2 separate regions of the Sus scrofa genome follow, and region 2 is linked to region 1. The links are chromatin contacts, called in public Hi-C maps. All regions are on one chromosome and are shown on one strand. Each heading gives the region's core, a stretch centred on a gene start, on an enhancer-like site or on the middle of the called end of the contact. The rest is flanking DNA. Distances are from core to core; before and after follow the strand shown. Region 1 has its middle 50 kb from the start of GNPNAT1. Region 2 has its middle 50 kb from the start of FERMT2.

The links. A called contact is a pair of places that touch in the nucleus more often than the background predicts.
Region 2: a Hi-C map of liver shows a contact between it and region 1, with 10 times the contacts expected there. The contact joins two enhancer-like sites. A contact is called at or near these places in 2 of 47 Hi-C or Micro-C datasets (embryonic fibroblasts and liver).

Annotation. Positions count from the first base shown.
Region 1 is chr1:182,471,965-182,474,957 of Sscrofa11.1, forward strand. No RefSeq gene overlaps it. Among named protein-coding and RNA genes, the nearest start is that of GNPNAT1, 50 kb to the left of the region's middle. Within about 2 kb of position 1,322, at least 6 of the 83 cell types and tissues checked have an H3K27ac peak or open chromatin away from gene starts, as enhancers often do. A contact at or near this core is called in liver, where this site is marked.
Region 2 is chr1:182,654,933-182,658,174 of Sscrofa11.1, forward strand. No RefSeq gene overlaps it. Among named protein-coding and RNA genes, the nearest start is that of FERMT2, 50 kb to the left of the region's middle. Within about 2 kb of position 1,844, at least 22 of the 83 cell types and tissues checked have an H3K27ac peak or open chromatin away from gene starts, as enhancers often do. A contact at or near this core is called in liver, where this site is marked.

The DNA.
Region 1 (2,993 bases), core at 72-2,571:
ACCCCTGGGATTCAAACAGTGTCCTGGGAATAGGTAAAGCCAAGGAAAACATAGGGAGAAAAAGATTTAGCTGAGTTTTTAATTCTTAAAGGGCTTAATACACATAAATAAGCAACATTAGCTGAACGACTTTTTCCACACTCACTAATATTTATGTTGTTTTTATTCGATTGTAAAATGTGGAGAGAACTAAACTCTATGTACATGAAGTGACCACTTTTGCATTATCAGGAAATCTGGTGGCATTAGCACTGACATTAAGTCAAAGTGAAAAGGACTGGAACAAAAAAAATGTGTAGTGAGTTCCCTTTGTGGCCCAGTGGTTAACGAACCCAACTAGGATCCATGAGGACACCATTTGGATCCCTGGCCTTGCTCAGTAGGTTAAGGATCCAGCGTTGCCATCAGTTGTTGTGTAGATTGCAGACGAGGCTTGGATCCCACGTTGCTATGGCTGTGGTGTAGGCCACAGCTATAGCTCTGATTCGATCCCTAGCCTGGGAACTTCCATGTGCCAAGGATGCAGCCCTAAAAAAAAAGGCAAAAAAAAAAAAAAAAAAAAAAAAAGTAGAATGTATATATGATATATGCACCTATATATTATGTATATATGAAAATTACATGTATAATATTTTATCTATATTATTTTCATATCCTTTTCTGTTCAGAACTTGTTACTTTTTTCAAGGTGTAGTGGTTTTTTAATATCATCAATTATAAATGTTATATTTTAAAATATTTTTTTTGTTTGTTTTTTGCTTTTTAGGGCCACACCCACAGCATATGGAAGTTCCCAGGCTAGGGGTCTAATCAGAGCTACAGCTACCAGCCAACGCCTCAACAATGTGGGATCCGAGCCACATTTGCGAACTATACCACAGCTCATGGCAACGTCGGATCCTTAACCCACTGAACAAGGCCAGGGATCGAAGCTGCATCCTCGTGGATACTAGTAGGATTCGTTTCCAATGCACCACAATGGGAACTCCCTACGCTGTTGAATTGTTTGCATTTTGTTGTCTTTTTTCAAAGAATTTTGAAGTTTATTTTGTCGCACAGGCTAATCATTAGGTTAGTTGCAAATCAACCTGATATTCTTGAGGATGATTTTAAGCTTCGTTGGAGTGTGTGTAGAATACCCTTTGTTCTAGGGCTAGTTTAGCTTTATTGCTAAGCCTCGACCCCTCCAGAGTTTCTCTTGATTGCCCAATGAGGTCTCTATTCTGTCAGGCTAGAATTTGCATCTCCTAACCCTCTGTGTGCTGAGAATTGTTCAGTTTACAGGCTCTGATCCTAGTACTTTGCTCAGGCTCGTGGAGTTTCATTCTGTGAATGTGCAGCTTGGTGTTCAGCCAAAGACTCAGAAGAGTCTTATGCAGATTTTGGAAGCTCTTTCTTTGCATAGCTTCCTGCTCTCTGGTACTTTGTCCTGCAAATTCGAGCTCTCTTCCCTCCCACAAATCCAAGCTTTATCTTCTCTCTCTTTTTCTTTCTCTTTTTATGGCTGCACCCTCAGATTATGGAAGTTCCCAGGCTCAGGGTCAAATCAGAGCTTCAGCTGCCAGCCTAAACTATAGCCACAGCCACACTAATGCAGGATCTGACCTATGTTGCAACTTGCAACAATGCTGGATCCTTTAACCCAACGATCGAGGCCAGGGATTAAACCTGCATCGTCGTGGACACTATGTCAGGTTCTTAACCCGCTGAACCACAACAGGAACTCCTTTATATTTTCAATTAGGAAGACCACTGTGCTTTGTCTGAATTTTTCTTTGCTGTGCTATAGTTTCAAAATGACCACCAGGTAAGGATGCTGATGCGTTTTGTTTTCTTTTTTTTTTTTTTGTCTTTTGTCTTTTGTTGTTGCTGTTGCTATTTCTTGGGCCGCTTCCGCGGCATATGGAGGTTCCCAGGCTAGGGGTCTAATCGGAGCTGTAGCTGCCAGCCTACGCCAGAGCCACAGCAACGCGGGATCCGAGCCGCGTCTGTGACCTACACCACAGCTCACGGCAACGCCAGATCCTTAACCCGCTGAGCAAGGGCAGGGACCGAACCCGCAACCTCATGGTTCCTAGTCGGATTCGTTAACCACTGCGCCACGATGGGAACTCCGCGTTTTGTTTTCTTTCTCTCAGATACCGGAGTCTGGCCCGGTCATCCACAAACAATTGTCTCATATCTTTTGTTCAGGTTTCTAGTTGTCTACAGCGGAAGAACAAATTCTGTGCCACTTACTTTTTTATAATCAGTAGTAGAGCTCAATGTCTTTATGATGCTGATTCTTCCAATCCCTGTATATTTATTTAGGTCTTTGATTTTTTTTTCAGTATTATGATTTCTTTGTTATTATTATTATAGTTCACTTAAAATGTTGTGCCAAATTCTGCTATACAGCAAAGTATAATATATACTTGTTTTTTTAATATTATTTTTCATCATGGTCTATCTCAGGAAATTGGATATGGTTCCCTCTCCTGTACAGCAGGACCTCATTGCTTATGCATTTTATTTTATTTTATTTTATTTTATTTTTTTGTCTTTTTGTCTTTTGTTGTTGTTGTTGTTGCTATCTCCTGGGCCGCTCCCGCGGCCTATGGAGCCTCCCAGGCCAGGGGTTGATCGGAGCTGCAGCCACCGGCCTACGCCAGAGCCACAGCAACGCGGGATCCGAGCAGTGTCTGCAACCTATACCACAGCTCACGGCAACGCCGGATCGTCAACCCACTGAGCAAGGGCAGGGACCGAACCCGCAACCTCATGGTTCCTAGTCAGATTCGTTAACCACTGCGCCACGACAGGAACTCCTGCTTATGCATTTTAAATGTAATAGTTTGCATCTACTAACCCCAAACTCCCTGTCCATCCTACTCTTCTTTTACGTTTTAAATACACTTTAAAAATTTTCTCCATAAATTCTCTCCATAGAATCTAACATTTTGAGTTCAATTTATTCCTTCCCAAGTCTTCATACTTCTATGCCACTGCAAATG
Region 2 (3,242 bases), core at 594-3,093, 180 kb after region 1:
TCATACTAAGTGAAATATGTCAGAAAAAGAAATACAAATACCATATGATATCAATTATATGTGGAATCTAAAATGTGACACAGATGAATTTATCTATGAAACAGAAACAGATTCATAGAGATAGAGAATAGACCTGTTGTTGCCAATGGGGAGGTGGTTGAGGGAGGGATAGATTGGGAATTTGAGATCAGCAGATGGAAACTGTTATATATAGAGTGGATAAACAACAAAATCTGACTGTATAGCACAGGGAACTATATTCAATACCCTATAATAAACCATAATGAAAGAGAATATGAAAAAAATATATGTGTAAAACTGAGTCACTTTGCTGTAGAGCACAAATTAATACAACGTTGCAAATCAGCCATATGTCAATACAATCAATTTTTTAAAAAAGGCATGGGCATTTTCAATTTTGATAGCTACTGCTGAATTTCCCACCAAGGGGTTGTACCTATTCCTGTTTCCACTAAGAAACATTTGAGAGTATCTCTCCCCTAGACCCTGACCAACAGAGCATTTTATCAAGCTTTTGAACTTGGTCAATTTTTTTTTCTTTTTTTTAGGGCCCACCTGTGGCTTATGGAATTTCCCAGGCTAGGGGTCTAATTGGAGCTGTAGCTGCTGGCCTACACCACAGCCACAGCAATGCTGGTGTCCAAGCCACATCTGTGACCTACACCACAGCTCAGAGCAATGCTGGATCCCCAACCCACTGAGCAAGGCCAGGGATCTAACCCATGTCCTCATGGATACTAGTTGGATTTGCTTCTGTTGTGCCACAAAGGGAACTCCTGAACTTTGTCAATCTTATAGGTGAAAAGTAGTATCTTTTTTTTTTTTTTTTGGTCTTTTTGTCTTTTTAGGGCAGCACCCAAGCATAAGGAGGCTCCCAGGCTAGGGGTCTAACTGGAGGTGCAGCTGTAGGCCTATGCCACAGTCATAGCAATGTGGGATCTACAGTCATAGCAATGTGGGATCTAAGCCACATCTGTGACCTACCCCACAGCTCACGGCAACACCAGATCCTTAACCCACTAAGCAAGGCCAGAGACGGAACCTGCGTCCTCATGGATCATAGTCTGGTTTGTTAACCACTGAGTCACGATGAGAACTCCAATATCTCATATTTTAATTAAAATAATTAATTAATTAATTTTTTGTCTTTTTGTCCTTTTAGGGCTGCACCCACGGCATATGGAGGTTCCCAGGCTAGAGGTCTAATCGGAACTATAGCCACAGGCCTACATCACAGCCACAGCAATGCCAGATCCAAGCCGAGTCTCTGACCTACACCACAGCTCACAGCAACTCCAAATCCTTAACCCACCAAGCAAGGCCAGGGATCGAACTCACAACCTCATGGCTCCTAGTCGGATTCGTTAACCATTGAGCTACAACAGGAACTCTAATATCTCATATTTTTAATTTAGATTCTTCTCACTGAGTGATTGAAGATACTACTACTCCCTTGTTAAAGCTTACTATTCCTTGTCCATACCTTTTGAATAATGTCTTCCTTGTGCTTATAACATTGTAAATATTTTCTTGTTAATTCTTCACAGCATCTTTGGAAATAGGAAGGGAAGAGAGAAGACAAGGGATTAGTCTAAGATTATATTTGCTAGAAAATCTTAACCCAGTTTTTTTCTATTATTTGATATTGCCTCACCAGTAGACTTGAAGAAAATCTAAAAATAAAACAATTTTTTCCATCAACAATTAAATTTTCCTACTGCAAAAACCTAGCAATATGGAAGCACAGTTCTGCAGTGTACTTCTTGTGTGATGATCTGTGGCCAAACACTGTGGAATGCATCCCAAGCACGGAGTAACAATCTCAAAAGAATTTTGAAACCAGGGTTGGCTTGAATGTTGTACAATGACACCCAGGATCTTGGCCTACTTCCCAGATTTTCCCTTTTTGGTTTTCTAGCAAGTTTGGTCATGCCTGGGAATTTGCTGAATATGGTACTTTGATCAGCGACTTCCTGAATGTTACACTGGGATCAATGGCATTTGTCTACCCAAGGGGTTTTGGACCATAATTTTTAGATAAACCACTGTTGTAAATAAGTTCTCTACTGAACAACAGTGTTCTCAGGAAGCCCTGGCACAAGGGTCCAAACAGGAAGGGCAGTATGTGCATTGATTATGGAAGGCAAAGGTCTTGTGAGAGAATGTTCTACTGTGGAGAGCAGTGGCACACTGGCGTTCCAGCTGGAGGATCGTCAAGTTTTAAATGAGTATCTCATGTATTTAAAAAGCTATCTTTAATACCACTCTTGACAAATGATCACTCGCTAAAGGTCAGCCAAGACGTGATAAACAGTTGCTCATCTGCAGTAACCTGGGCACTTCCTACTATCACCCTAGTTCAGTTAACATGGAGAGGAGGGAGTTCCCCTTGTGGCTCAGTGGTTAGTGAACCCAACTAGCATGCATGAGGACGCAGGTTTGATCCCTGGCCTTGCTCAGTGGGTTAAGGATCTGGTGTTGCCCTGAGCTGTGGTGTAGGTCGCAGACATAGCTCGGATCCCTTGTTGCTATGGCTGTGGCATAGGCTGGTGGCTACAGTTCCAATTGGACCCCTAGCCTGGGAACCTCCATGTGCTGAGAGTATGGCCCTAAAAGACAAAACAACTGAAAAAAAAAAAAAGGAGAAAGTGCCTACATTAGTTACTGAATTACTTGGGATACAGGTATGTGTCGACATATATCTGAATATATTTTTGGATTACATTTCCAAAATAAGCACTGTTTTTATCATTTGGTTTTAGTCAGCACTTTTCACCTTCAGTGTCATGTGTAATTAAGGCCTGACTTACGTAAAACATTTTTTAAATGTATAGCAGTAAGACACACATACCTAGGTAATGTCTGAGGCTTTTTGCCACAACGTAAATGAGAACATTCTTTAGCTCCTCCCTCTGCAACAAAAAGACTACTGTGTTCTAAGCCAGAATGTGATGTAGGAATCTGAATAGCGTACAGTGTACTGAATGCTCAGCCTGTTTAGTGACATACCAAAAAGTAGGACAAAGGCTAAAAGCAAAAATGAGGGGCAAATTTTAAGCAATGAAGTTAAAGGCATATGGATGATGAAATGTCTAATTATCAAAACAGAGACCAGGTTGTAAAATCCAGCTAATAAAAGTATAAAGATGAGTTGTGAATGGGATATTTGTTTGATTTAGTGATCTCGCTGGTTTGTGGAGGCTTAAGAGTGTTTCCAAAAT